2 separate regions of the Zea mays genome follow, and region 2 is linked to region 1. The links are chromatin contacts, called in public Hi-C maps. All regions are on one chromosome and are shown on one strand. The core of a region is the stretch at or near the end of the contact, and the rest is flanking DNA. Distances in the headings are between cores, read along the strand shown.

Region 1 (7,642 bases), core at 3,485-5,984:
AATTCCTGAAAAGGTTGGCCACACAAAAACTGCAGAAGAGGATTTTTGGAAGCTTTTGAATGATTGTGTGTGGGGTTCAGAAACTGGAGATGAATTTGAGACGCGGTGGAATGCTTTCATTATTAAGTATGGCCTAGAGAGGAATGAGTGGATGGCTAATAGATATGCAATTCGTGAGTCATGGATTCCAGCATACTTCATGGATACACCTCTTGCAGGACTACTCAGAACCACCTCAAGGTCTGAAAGTGCCAATTCATTTTTCAATCGCTTTATCCACCGCAAGTTATCTTTTGTCGAGTTATGGCTTAGATTCGATACAGCATTAGAATGCCAGCGACATGAGGAGTTAAAGGAAGATCACATGAGTCTGCATACCAATCCTCTTTTGAGTACACCATGGCCCATGGAGAGACAAGGCAGCATATTGTACACACGTAATGTGTTCAAAAAGTTCCAAACAGAAGTTAAAGCTGCTAGAGACCACTGTTCTATTGTAAACATCTTACATTTTGAGGGTATGAAGATGGTGGTAATTAATGACGGTTCCATAAAGGAGAGGGTGGTTCGTTGGTCCATATCTGATACATTTGGGAATTGCTCCTGTTTGTTATTCGAGTCAACGGGGATTCCATGTCGGCATATCATCTTAACGTTGAGAGGTGAAAAGCTTAATGAACTACCTTTGGCTTACTTTTTAAAGAGATTCGAAAAAAGATGCAAGAGGTAAATTGAATGACTCTTTCTTTTGTTCATACATTGTGTACATCTTTTACCCATATGTTTTTGTTGTTACTTTAGAGAGATCGTGTACGATGAAGAAGGAAACTTGTTGGACGAGAAGCCATTAGATGCTAATGAAGTTGAAACAAGGAGAAAGATAGCAGCTGTGCGAAACAAAATTGAAGACATGATTCAACAAGCAAAGAGTTCAAAAGAAGGCATGGATTTCTTAGTCTCAAGCGTGATGAACATGGAAGGAACTCTTGGTCAGATTGTACCTAGCACGATGCAGAGTAGACAGCAAGAGTACGAAGGTTTCATTGGTTGTCAAATTCCAGAACAAGTACATATTCATCCACCAACTGATGTACGATCCAAAGGAAGGAGTAAAAGAATTAAGAAATCTAAAGAACTACCAAAGTCACGAAAGCGAAAGAATGCCAACCATGAGCCAGCAGCTCCATAGATGTTGATTTGTAGTATTTTGTTTTCAGTTAGTATCTTCTGGACTGTACTGTTTTTTGGGCACTTTTCTGGTTAGTAGTTCAGCATGGTGACATTGTTTCCAGTCATGAAACAATCTTTATTTCACATGGTCTATATGAGCAGTGATACATATTGTTTCCAGTATGAAACAATCTATTTACAATCAGTTACAAACTCTATGAGCAATCAATTACAAGATTCCATCACAAGTCATTTTACAAATCACTAGCCTATGTCAGCTTCAGGACATTTGCACCTCTATATCAGCTTCAGGAACCTGATAGTCCTCATCAGTTTTGGAGTCAATTGTTCCCATGTTTTTACATCAGACATGTTTTCAATCTGCATAAGGTGCTGAACCTGCGACACTTAAGGGGACAAATCTTGAATCCTCCACCTGAAATTTTAGAAATTTCAGGAAAAAATTGAAGTTAACAATTTCGTTTTCCATAGCTAAAATTTCAGAAAAAAATGAACTTAACAATTCCTCTGCACATGGGATCGAGCGTGGGCGGCAGAAACGGACGACGCCTGTGACTGATGACGACCGCACCAACTCTCGCTGTCGCTGGCTCTTCCTGACGCTAGCTGTGACGCCGGTGGGCAGTCCCGCGTCCGCCTCCGCCTCCGCGTGGTCGTGGGACCTCCGCCTCCGCCCGTGGTCGTGGCGCCTCTGGCGGCCTGGGTGGCCATGGCGAGCTCGAACAGCCACATGGACAGCGCTGGCAGGGGACTTGAGCACGCGGCAGACAGGACTGGCGGGGAGGACGACGATCGATTTGGGAGCAGAGCGCAGGGTGCCCGGTTCAGTCCGGTCCGGTCCACGGGCAAACCAGAGACTACAGGACCTACGTGGGAGGGTGTATCTGTAAAAATGTCGCTGGACGTTGGATGAGGAAGGGATGGTCCAGATTAAAAGTGCTCACATGTGCACGGGAGCTCGATGAACACATGATACGATCCCGAGTACAGCAAGGGTGTGCCCACATACGTTCATCGCTCAACAAGCCGTGGGGAATAATGTGCATGAACTCACCAAAGGATGGAGCTCATGTGAAGTGTAAGGCTTACCAAAGAGGATGGTTAAAGCTGAGCATTGCTTTTAAAGTTGGTCAAAATTTTATTAGCAGTTACTAGGTATAAGTAGATACCAACCCAATTAAATAAGAGTTCAAGATTAATAACAACACCCACAATGCAATGCATATGACAAATTAAGTTTAATTCCATAAGTTAATCATGTGAGTATACGAGCCGCTCATGACCGTGAGCACCGCTGATATACCAGTTTTACACTCTGCAGAGGTTGTGCATCTTTACCCACAAGTCGTGTTACCCATTTGCCACGGGGTTGTACGGACCCCATACACCTCTACCAAGGAAGCGAGGCAGGGTAGCACTACAAGGCCTTTCCAAAGTTCTACTAGTTCGAGAAAACCCGCTATGGATTCAGGAAGAAGGAAGCATAGGAATCCCTCGTCCAAAAAGCTTTACAAATAGCTCGACCCGAGGACCTCCATGTACTCTAGCAGCGACGCCTCCCCGCTTGCCGCTTCTGGGTAAGGTAATCTCTCCCTAGCTTACTTAATTACTTGGATAAGGGTGTCCCATTCCACCCTTGTGGTAGCACTATTTTCTCAGGTGGTTTTCCATGTTCCAATTAACAATATGATCTTATCATGAACAGTAATTAAACTACAACATAATTGGAACATGATCATAATAAAACATTAGTTTCCCAAAACCAGATAGAGAAATAGTAAATATACCCAATAATTCATCTGTTTGCAAGGTGGGGAATAAATAATGCTTGGGAAACCTATTAGGTCCCATCAAATTAACCTGAGTATATCACAGTGATTAACATGAACATTATTAGGTAGAGAAAAGTGATCAAGGGCACAACTTGCCTGAGACTCAAGATTCCCAGGTACCAACTTACTCCTCAAGTGACTCGTAGCAATACAAACAAACAGTGTATAGGCAAATTTAACATCATACCAAACATAAGGACAAACTGCATAATAATATTCTATGCATTGCTATGAGGACGTAGGTTCGAGAACCACTAAATTCAGAGTTACGGTTAAGAGGATATGATTTTCCAAAGATTTAGGTGATTAAACAATAAAAGATAAATTATATGTTAATTAATATAAATCATGTGAGAAGAATATTATTAATGAATAACTAACTCAATTTTTTTAAACTAAGTTATAACTTGAGTAGAGACCATATCTTAGCTAGATTATGATTATAGTCAGATTGACTTTTAACTAGAATGATTAATTCACTACCATAAGTCAAATAAATATTCATTTATAAAAGTATGTGGAATGATATAGACAATGTTTTTAACGTGTAAACAGTTTTATTGTGAAGCTAACGCAACTGAAATGGGTCAAATCAGAGTTACTATGGAATAGTTATGAATTAAATAGGTTCCTAGGTCACTTTACTATTATTATTACAGTATAAATACTTTCCTGGGTCTAAACTGCAAAGTACTCATTTTAATCATATTTTTGTACTACTGAAATTGGTTAGCATGTTTATTCCTAAAAACTACAGGGGCTTATAAGCGAAATTGCTATGGCAAAGGGGTACCGACCAATGAGATCCGTTCAATCACCAACGGATGGCACCGATTAGATCGCTATTTAATCGAACCGGTATGCACTGAGAATCAATGATCTCGAGATCAACGACCCAGATTTTAAACACTGAGATCAAATCTTACGCGCATAATTTGGATCGGACGGTCGAGATCAAAATCCGAACCGATACCCACCATCGGCCGCACGATCCTGTATCGATGGACCAGATTTTATTTCTGAACCAGTAACTCTAGAATCAATCCTAGCCATTAACCAAGCGATCGACGGACGAGACCACGCCACCAACCCCAGCCGAACACGGCGGCGCCGCAAGGCATACCCGCGGCGGAGCTTCACCGGCGGCCACACAATGTGACGCCAAACCGTCCCAACCTTGAAATTGATCGGTGCTAAACTTAGAGGGGAAGATAGCGAACATGCCGAGAGGGGTCTCACCGGCGGCGGCGGTGGATACGGTGTTGCCCAAGATGAGGTGTGGTAACGCGATGGAGATAGTTCATCAGTGAACAATCCGCCATCGTTAGCACAAGATCCGAGCACATCGAGGTCGCAGGCGCCATCGACGCACCCTAGAGAGTCGCCCAGACCATACGCCCGAGCTCGAGCGATGGTGTTCCCAGGTTCTCCCGTGGCGGCATCCCGGGTCCTCACAGCGGCGCTGGCGGCCCACGGTCGACAACACCGATGAATGAGGAGAGGGGCACGGGATTCCTCATATATGCTCCGCCTAGGAAGAAGCCTAGCGCGAGCGATGGTTGGGGCAGGCGCGAGATACTCGGCGGAGAGCTTGCACCGGGTTCGGTTGAAGACGATCTTGACCACCCGGCCCCGCCTGCCAGCGAAGGACGCGAGTGAGAGCATGGCAGGGATGCTGTCCCAGCAGCCCCACTGTGTAGTGGCAGGTGACACCCAGACACGCGCATTAGCAAGGCTGGGCCACGAGGCCTTTTGAGATTTGGCCAAGACAAGGGTGAGGGTGAGCAAGCCGACTGGGAAATGGGCCCAAACAATGATTTCCTTTTTCCTTGTATTTTTCTGTTTTCCTTTTATTTTCTATTTTCAAGTTTGATTTTCAAACAAATTAATAAACTCAAATCAAGGTCTGAGTATCCAACTAAATGCACCAGCCAAAAATCCCAATATGAATGCAAAAGTACAATTTTATTTATTCATTATTTTTTGCACATGCTTTTAAACATACAACTCATATGATGAATAAAAAAGGATTCATTTTAGGACAATAATATCTATCATGTGACTTTTACTGAAAGATAATTTACCCTATACATTCTAGAGAATGTCTCTTAAATATATTATTCAAATAAGTAATTTATTTCATATGAAAATCTTTTCACTTTTCATTTGGTCACTTTAATTTCTTTATTATACACACATGGATTTATTTAACATCTTGGAATAACTTTTCCTAAATTACCCAAAATATGATTCTGGGGTGTTACAGTTGCCATGCGAACTGGACGATTATCTTGGAGGAACTGGACGAGCGCGCTTTCCCATTGGTCGTCGAGGCTGGAACTGATGACTGTGGTCTTGCGTTCGTCTGAGAATCCAAGGTTGATTCTTTTAGTTTCTTCGATCGACCGCATAGAGGTCACGACCGGGGCTTTATTCGGAGGGATTGTAAAATCTTCTTCCACCGGCTTTCCATCAACTTGTGCGGGAAGGGCTACCGAGGGCCCAGCAGTGAGAGCCGTCTGAATGGCACCACAGAAGCATTCTGTGGCGCCTTCGAAGTCAGCACGCACGGTGATGATCCCTTTAGGACCTGACATTTTCAGTATCATATATGGGAAGTGTGGGATGTCCATGAATTTCGCCAACCGCGGTCTCACAATAATGGCGTTGTACCCGCAGTCGAAACACGCCACCTCAAACCTCAGGAACTCAGTTCGGTAGTTCTCTGGGGTTCCAAAGGTGACAGACATGTAGATGTGTCCTACTGGGTACTCCCCTTCAGTCGGCACGATCCCAAAGAAAGGAGTATTCGACTCAGTGAGATCATCGATGGTGACCCCTAGGGCCTGAAGCGTTCGGGGAAAGGTGACGTTGATGCTGCTACCACCATCCACCAGTACCTTCTTAACACGACTTTCCTAGATTATAGGGTCGACGAGTAGTGGGTATTTGTCGGGGTGATCGAAGTTAAGCCACTGATCAGCTCGGCTGAAGGATATTGTGTGCTCTGACCATCGGAAAGGAGCTAGAGCGCTGTTTGTGGCCACTAGAACTTGCCGATCATTAAGTTTTTGTTGCATTTTGCTTTCTTGCGCGCGTGGCCTCCGAATATGGCATTGACCTCCCTATTGATGCGCAGGAAAGCTCTGCCTCTACCCCCTTCCTGCTGCTGAGGCTTCCTAGGCTCATTAGGTTCTCCTCGAGGTGGGGGAGGCGGTAGCGGCTGGATTGGTCGGCCATGCCCGATGGAGTTTTTGAAATCCCTGCAGTCCCACAGGGTGTGCCGCATGTACTTGTGTACAGGCACTAGGAGACGAGGATCTCATCCAGTGTCCTTACCCCTCCGCGGGGTGCACCGTGGGCTCGAGCGACAGGTGGCCCAGCGGTGTGTACCTCCTCCCAGGGTCTCTTCTCCTAGCGTTTGTCTGGTTGCTGGTTTGTGTCCCTTCGTGGTGCTAGTGGTACGAGCTTTGTGCCTCCAATGAGGTCTTGAGCCCGCTCATCCGCCGTGATGTAGACGTCCACCTCCCAGAACAATTGTTCAGAGGTGGCAGGTGCTTTTTGAAGTATGGCTTGAGCGAAAATCGGATCGTTGGATCCCTGATAGAAGTCTTCGATCACAGCCGCCTCAACAACCTCAGGGATACGGTTTCTCATTGTTTGAAATCTTCTGAGGAATGAACAAAGAGTTTCATCATTCTGTCGTCTGATGGATTTGAGGTCCCACGGCTGCGCTGGTTTATCGGAGAGGGACTAAAAGTTCGTGATAAACTGAGGATTGAAATCTCCCCAATCATCGATGCAATGACGGGGCAGATCCGGAGCCATTGTAGCGCATCCTGCCCTAGAATGATGGGCATGTACGCCATCATGATGTCCTCCGTTGCTCCAGCAGCCCGAGCGGTGGTAGTGTAGACAGCCGGCCAACCCCGGGTCCTGCATGGGTTCGTATTTGTCGATGTTAGATACTTTGAAATTGGGAGGCCATTGGATGGCTCGAAGACGACGGGTGAGCCCGGAGATCCCACACGTATCCTCCTGTCAATGATCACGCCGTCGATCCCAGGGAGGGGAGCGAGTGTTAGGTCACCTCGACCGTCCCCGGACTGGACTGTTAGTGGAGGCTGCTGCTAATTCAATCCTGGTCGTGCGGCTGTGTGTCGTTACACCATGATCGCGGTCGTATTCCTCCCGGTACCTTATTTCATTCTCATGCCGATGATTGCATGAAGAACTGATGTTGCTCCGTGCGCCTCGTCGGCTGTTGATGGCATGACGTAGATCGTTTGGTGGGTGGGCGAGAGGTAGAAGATGATTGGCCGTCTGAGTAAGCACCCACCGATAGCCCTCCGCGTCTAGGGTTCGCGGGAGGCCGTCGACTATCTACGCTAGGACCCCTCCAACTTTGCTCGGCGTGTTCAATGCTCGGGCAAAGTCAGGGTACATGTTTTAGGCAAGGAGCGAATTTTCCCATCGAAGCCTAGCATCTTGCTCATCTAGCTGCCGCTCGCATTCCAGAGCTTGACGACAGTCTCGGCGGCGGGAGTTGCGCCGTTCTCGATGTGTTCTTTCATCAGGAGTCTCCCCCATCTCTGAGGCTTCGTACCGAGAGACAGGTT
Region 2 (6,814 bases), core at 2,567-5,066, 390 kb after region 1:
AGCTTTCTGCACATCCTTTCTGGTGCATTTTGTTCGACGTATAATGTGGTGTTCGATGCACTCGGTTGTTCAGACCAGCCAGCACACCTATTCAGTGTGATATCCGATGTGCCACTAGACACGTCCGATACACTTTGTGCAGCCTGTTTTCCTCGTGTCTTTGCGTTTGTTTGCTTGGACTTCTTTTTATATTAATTGTGTCTTGAACTCTTGCTTGATATTGATAAGCCTTAAATAAATTTTTTCTTCTAATATCTTGATTTAAAGAGTTGATTTTCTATGACCGTCTCTTTGCCTCTATCCAAGGCTACGTTACGTCCTTTTAAACTAGAAATATAAATGCTAGAAAACACATCCGTGTGTAGACGGTTACGTTGTTCAAATGATATTAGGTCTATATATTTTCCTTACACGCCGATCTACCGTAAAACTATCGCTGATACGATATTTTATATGTCATCGCCACTCTTAACGGTAGTAAAAAATAATTTTCGCATCGAGTACAGCCTCGTCCTCGAATTTTCAAATACAGGGACCGGAAATGGCCATCATATGTCGTCCTCGAATTTTATATGCTGAGCTGCGGTCTAAGGAGAGTTATTTGCCCATTTGCCATTATCAAATACGGGTTTCGCCCAAATGCCATCATAAAAATGGGTTTCGCCGCTACGCCATTTTCAATCATTGTTCAACAGACAAAATGCCATTTTATCCCTTCAGCACATTACGAGAGACTTTTATCCTGGGTAAAATCACGACGTTATCTTCTCACCGTGAGTCTTCCCATTTCGACCAGCCACCAGCGCCGTCCAGTCCTTGCCCCGCCGCCGCCCAGTCCCTGCCCCCGCCCCTGCCCAGGTCCTGCCGCCGCCGCCGGCTAGGCCATCCAGGCCTCGCCCCCGCCGCCGCCTAGGCCATCCAGGCCTTGCCGTCGCCGGAGCCCAGGCCTCGTCACCACCACCGCCCAGGCCTCGCCACCAGCACTGCCTAGGGTTTCAAGTCCGCGACGCCGCCCAAGGCCTCCAGTCTGCACCGCCGCCCAAGCCCATCGAGGCCGCGCCGTCGCCCAAGGCCATCCAGGTTAGTTCATTTTGGTGGATTGGCTACCATGACATAGATGCAACACTGGATTCCACTCTAATTGATGTTTTACTCTGAGATGCAGTGCGTAGGATCAAACTGTCCTCTTTTTGTAAACATGGATTCCAATCTTAGTGATATTGTTGCAATGTAAGTTCTCTGTACCTTCTATTTGCACTATAGTTTGCAGCTAAGATGTATTAGATCAGTTCTAGCTAACTTCTAACTACTAACTTCGTTGCATTAAAATTTGTTATAGGCTCGATGGAGAGCCTGAGCTTACTTTAGCTGTTGTTGACCCAATTGTTGCTATTGACAATGTGCCACAAGCACAATATATTGATTGGAACACACTGCAAATAGTAGAAAGACAGGATGAAGAGGGAAGGCTGGAAGTAATAGATGAGGATCAGCTGTATAACCTCTTGGGCTTGACGGTTGATGAAGAGAATCCTCCTGCAGATGCTATGGGCAATGATGGTGATGCTGGGAGGGTTGATGGTGAGGCAGGGAGGGTTGATGGTGAGGCTCCTAATGTTTTCGATGATAGTTTTGGCGCAGCGATTCTAGTTGATGAAGATGTGCCTGAGGAGAGGGTGTTTGTGCACGACCCAGGTAAGCCTAGCATGAGTATTGGCACAGTGTATCCTGACATGAAAGAGTTTAGATTGGCTATGCGCCAATTTGCTATAAATGAGGAATTTGAGCTGCACATCGCAAAAACTGACCGAACTAGGTACATTGGGTATTGCAAAGGAGATGGATGTCCTTGGCATATTGTTGGACGGAGACAACCAGATGGAAAAACGGTTATGGTATTTTTTGGTGCAGCTAGTAGTCATTTTACATAGCATGTATTTTATCGTTTCACTAAAGCTATTAGTGATTTATGAATTTTTTATCTATTCAGGTGACTGTGCTGATTGGTGGTCACACCTGTACATCAAGTGCAAGAAGGAAAACCACTACACCCACTAGTGCTCGGGTAGCTTCTAAAGCTGTTCATATCCTACAAAAGAAACCAGCCATGAAGACTGTTGAGCTGAGGGACAAGTTACAGGAGGACTTTTGTTGTGAGATTCACTATGACACTGTATGGAAAGGAAGACAGAAGGCATTACGAGAACTGCATGGCAGCTGGGAACAGAGTTTTCAATTGTTGTTCAATTGGAGAGCAGAGGTAATGAAGCGTTCACCTAGTAGAGACAGCTAATGCAGACCAAAATGTGCAAGAGGCAAATGCTATCATATCAAGTCCTATCAGACCAAATAGAGAAACAATATTACAAGATAGCCTATTAGATTGACTAGAAGGTCTGCACTATTTGTGAACTGCATTCTAGTGTTGCAGCTAATGGTAACTGCATTCTAATTCAATCATTTTTGCAGGGGGCTTGCTATGTTGCTTGGGGAGAGCACAAGTGAGCAGGCTGACTTCAACCTTGGCAGCAACAAAGATTTGGATGTGTCGCCAACAAAGCTTACAACAACAAAGAATGCAAAGCCTGCAAAAAAATGACACCAAGGAAGAAGAAGAAGAACCTGACAGCAAGTGAATGAACCTGACAGCAAGTGTATGCCACCAAGCAAAGTCTGTTTGGACTTGTTTGAAATCAATGTATATGAATTGTGTGACTCTTTTTATGAGTCCAATGTGTGTAAATTTTAATATCTTTCTGTCTGAACATCTATGAAACCAGTGAGTCTAAACTATGAACACCTATGTGGTCATTTGAATTGTGAACATCTCTGAAATTTTATTTGAACTTTATCGATTGGTGTGCTGAAATTTCTGTGCTGAAAATTGCACCGTGCTGAAAACTGTACTGTATTGGATTTTGTTGCAGATTGGTGTGCTTCTCTGTACTGTGCGCTAGAAAGCACAGAATTTTTTTTGCGCCAACTTCCATCAGAACAGCACTAGTCAGCTTGGTCTGGACGCTTTATCTGAACCTGGGTTGGAGCAATTTATTGGTCTGAACGCTACTCTTATTTGAACCAAGGGTGGAGTAGTTTTTGAACCTGGTCTGGACGTTTTTTTTTGAACCTGGGTTGGAACAGCCTATGTGCCAGTTTTCGAACGCTCCTCTTATTTGTACAGTTAACGGCGTTAAATGGCCGAAGGTTATAATGTGCTGAAGGGATAAAATGGCATTTTGTCTGTTGAACAATGATTGAAAATAGCGTAGCGGCGAAACCCATTTTTATGATGGCATTTGGACGAAACCCGTATTTGATAATGGCGAATGGGCAAATAACTCGTCTAAGGACGAGGCAGAAAGTGGGGCCCGTCAGAGTTTCGCCAGGCCGGCACAAACTGGAGTACGCTGGACGCATTTGCTGCCGCATGCCGCCAAATGCCACCTGTTCGGTTCCCCCCCTATCCCCACCCCACACCCCAGCTGGCCAGCTCACCGCGATGCTACGACGGCGCGCTCCGTCCACCCCGCTCACCGACCAACCACCCGCAGCCGCAGCAGAGCAGAGAGCAGTGTAGAGGGAACTCACGGACCTCACGTTGAGTCCACTTGTCAGCAAGCAAACATCGATGCAGTGGACTCGGACTCTGTGTACGCGAAGCAGGTGCCTCACGTCGGATCGAACGTACTCCATGCGGCCGGCGTGCGGCTGCGCGCTTCATCACTTCGGAGTTCGGACAGCAGTACAGCACCAGGGCCCCTGCGGCCCTGCCCCCTGGCCCGGCCTGTTGGGGAGGTACGGTACGGTACGGGGCTGGGCCGCAGGTGTTGGCCTTTGGCCGGACCCCGCCTCTCCCTCCGTTGCCGCACCGGTCCACAGCCACGCAGCTACGGTCTAGGCGTGGTCAGCTTCGCCTTCGCCCCACGGACCCACTGCGCAGCCACCAGGGGCATCCCATTGCTATTAGTTACGGTGCAATAGAAAGCGAGATATATCTGGTTAGTTAATGTTATGTATTACCACTAGCTGGAAAGTCGTAACGAAAAGAGATGAGTATGTGTTAACCGTTATGAACTAGCCTAACCAAACAAAAAAACAAAGGGAATATATACCACTCTAAACTGATCCCTGACAGAAACATCTAACCAAACCGCCACTGAAGCGATGATTTCTTTTTGTCAGATAAAAACTGAAGTATGGATGGATTTTGTGTCCGTTCTGCCACGACGAGGTTCCGTTTGAAACGTGTCGGCTATTCGCCCGACTTCTACTGCTCTTACACAATGTTTTATCTCTATAAATTATAGCTGCAGCAATTCTAACTGTTTGATTTAATCCGAAACGAACAGTCTAGTGGCTTGGTACTCTCCGAACAACTAGAGTAATTTTAAAATAAACCTTTTTTTGCTAGTATCTTCTGAAATACAACTTAACAAAAACAAGACATTAAAATCTAGGACATACTCCGTACTATTCGGTACCACTCAAGCATTGGAGCCTCAGTCCTAGCTTCACCTCCGTACGTGTGCCTAGAAAGGCAGACACTGACCCCTTAGGACTAATCTGAAAGCAAAGAAAACCAAACCTAAAAGAAAAAAAAAGACTCCCGTAATAAATAAATATCTTATTAAATCAGATCCTCATGAATTTCTTACTTTTAAAAAAAGTAGAGGGGTCCAAAAAGATTTAAGTTTTTAAACTGATCCTTTAATAAACGCCAGTATGTAGAGAGAGATAACAGGCACACGCACATCGTCTTTCTCATCTATCTCGCTCACGTATGTACCTTCGCCCTCACTCCTTTAGCTCGGACGACAACTGCATGCCCAGACCGACGGGGAAACTCAAACTGCATGCAATGACACTTCCAAACCGTCTGTAATGAGACTACCTATCTATATATCTAAGTAACCAAAGCAAGGAAAACATTTGACCGTACAATGCAAACAAGTAAGCTTAGCCTGTTTTTCAAGTTGTGTACATTATAAAAAAAATACTCCCTTCATTCTATATATGTTTTGGATTTTCAAGATACATATTTCTCAATTTTAAATTATAAGATATTTTAACTTTTTAGATATTTTTTTTTACTATGTGTCTAGACATATGGTATATCTAACTGTATAATAAAGTAAATAGATTCGTAAACGCCAACGTCTCGTAATAATTTAGAATCGAGGGAGTAGCTTTTACAATACACTTAGATATACACTATGTATCTAGATATATAATAAATACAATATACCTAAAAAATAAAACATATTATATTTTAGAACAGATGAAGTGTTTTGTATAGAGAGCATATGCATGGAGGCAATCGATTTAAACAATGACGAAATGGTGCAGCGATATACATGATGCATGTTGTTCCATACCTGGCCATGTCAAATATACAGTCCTTCGTTGCGGCGCTCAAGTTCGTTGCCTATCCGACCTCTTATATGTATGCACTATTGGAAACGTATACTACTCCATACGCTCTTTTTATTTGTCGTGTTTTAGTTCAAAAATTAACTAGCGAACGACAAATATTTGAAAACGTAGGTAGTATACAGTAGGGTAATTTGGTCTTATTTTATTTTCTTAGAGAGATAAAAAATAATGTTCTTAGCTTTGAAATTTCTGTATTTTACATATAAAAAGAAAGCAGGTAAATTGTTTTGCATCCATTTCTACAAGGGCACAAGCAAATGGTCAATATATTATATTTCGGGGAGTTGTACTAAGGCCTAAGGGAATGTTTGATTTTAGGGGCTAATTTTTAGTTACACCATTTTATTCTATTTTAGTTTCTAAATTATCAAATATAGAAACTAAAATAAAGTTTTAATTTCCGTATTTGACAATTTAGGACCTAAAATAGAAGAAAATAGAGGGACTAAAAATAGTCCTTAGAAACCAAACATCTTTGATATATTGGATTTTTTTTGACGTATCCATTTATGCTTAAATAAGCTAGTGTTGTTTTTCTCGAGTGCCCCGCCCCTCCACTTTAAATTATAATATGATGTTCTGGCTTTTCTAAATGTATAAGTTATGTTTAAAAATTAAAAAGAACCGAGAAACCTAAGTACGTTAACACCACATCAATTTTCCACATGGATACCCCACAAAAAATCCACATGAACACCGTTGGACTGAGATCTATGTATTGCTTTGGGCGTTTCGTTGGTGAACATCAACGCAGCCGGTTTCGTTGATGTCGGCATGAGAATAATGAAGATGAGCTGCGCGGTAGGAAAAGATATATATGACCTATTGATTAGCTTTTTTCAGATTAGCTTTTCTGAGAATATAGCTGTAGAGAGAATCTAACTGTAAGAAGAATATGTATATCGTGAGTATTACGTGCGGAGTAAAATGAAGTGGTCTAAAAAATTCAAGATCTAAAAAGTGATGAATTTCTACTATCATGACGACTCGACTGATTCTATGTTCATATTGATTTTGAACAATTTTTACCAAAACGATTCTTATAGAAGCGGGCTGAAAATCAAGAACATTTGTTAGGACGCAACAGTCTTTTGTGGCCAGAATCTGAAAAAGCACAAACAAACATGACCTAAGCTTAGTGTGTCTTAAATCGTTGTCTACCTCCTAATAAAGGCTTGTTCTTCGTTTATACCGGAACGGTTCCGTTGGAATGGTTAGTTCCAGCTAGAATGATAGGTTTATTTATATTAGCATTGACTAGCCGGAATAGTCTCAGATCCCAATCCCTGTTAAACGAAACGGCTAACAAACGGTTTAAACCACAGAATCTACTCCCTACAACCACAGAAAAGTGGAAAGCTCTGCACACCCTACTGTACTG

Evidence for each region. A called contact is a pair of places that touch in the nucleus more often than the background predicts.
Region 2: a contact with region 1 is called in a Hi-C map of tassel, with 4 times the contacts expected there. The contact joins two enhancer-like sites. A contact is called at or near these places in 3 of 25 Hi-C or Micro-C datasets (ear, leaf and tassel).

Annotation. Positions count from the first base shown.
Region 1 is chr4:84,128,082-84,135,723 of Zm-B73-REFERENCE-NAM-5.0, forward strand. It overlaps LOC103655377 (protein FAR1-RELATED SEQUENCE 5-like), which reads left to right. Exons shown (of 3, transcript XM_020551852.1): 3 at 1,458-2,148. The coding sequence ends at 1,638. Among protein-coding and RNA genes, the nearest start is that of LOC103655377, 5.4 kb to the left of the region's middle. Within about 2 kb of position 4,735, at least 18 of the 20 cell types and tissues checked have an H3K27ac peak or open chromatin away from gene starts, as enhancers often do. A contact at or near this core is called in ear, leaf and tassel, where this site is marked.
Region 2 is chr4:84,514,720-84,521,533 of Zm-B73-REFERENCE-NAM-5.0, forward strand. No RefSeq gene overlaps it. Among protein-coding and RNA genes, the nearest start is that of LOC111591383, 110 kb to the right of the region's middle. Within about 2 kb of position 3,817, at least 17 of the 20 cell types and tissues checked have an H3K27ac peak or open chromatin away from gene starts, as enhancers often do. A contact at or near this core is called in ear, leaf and tassel, where this site is marked.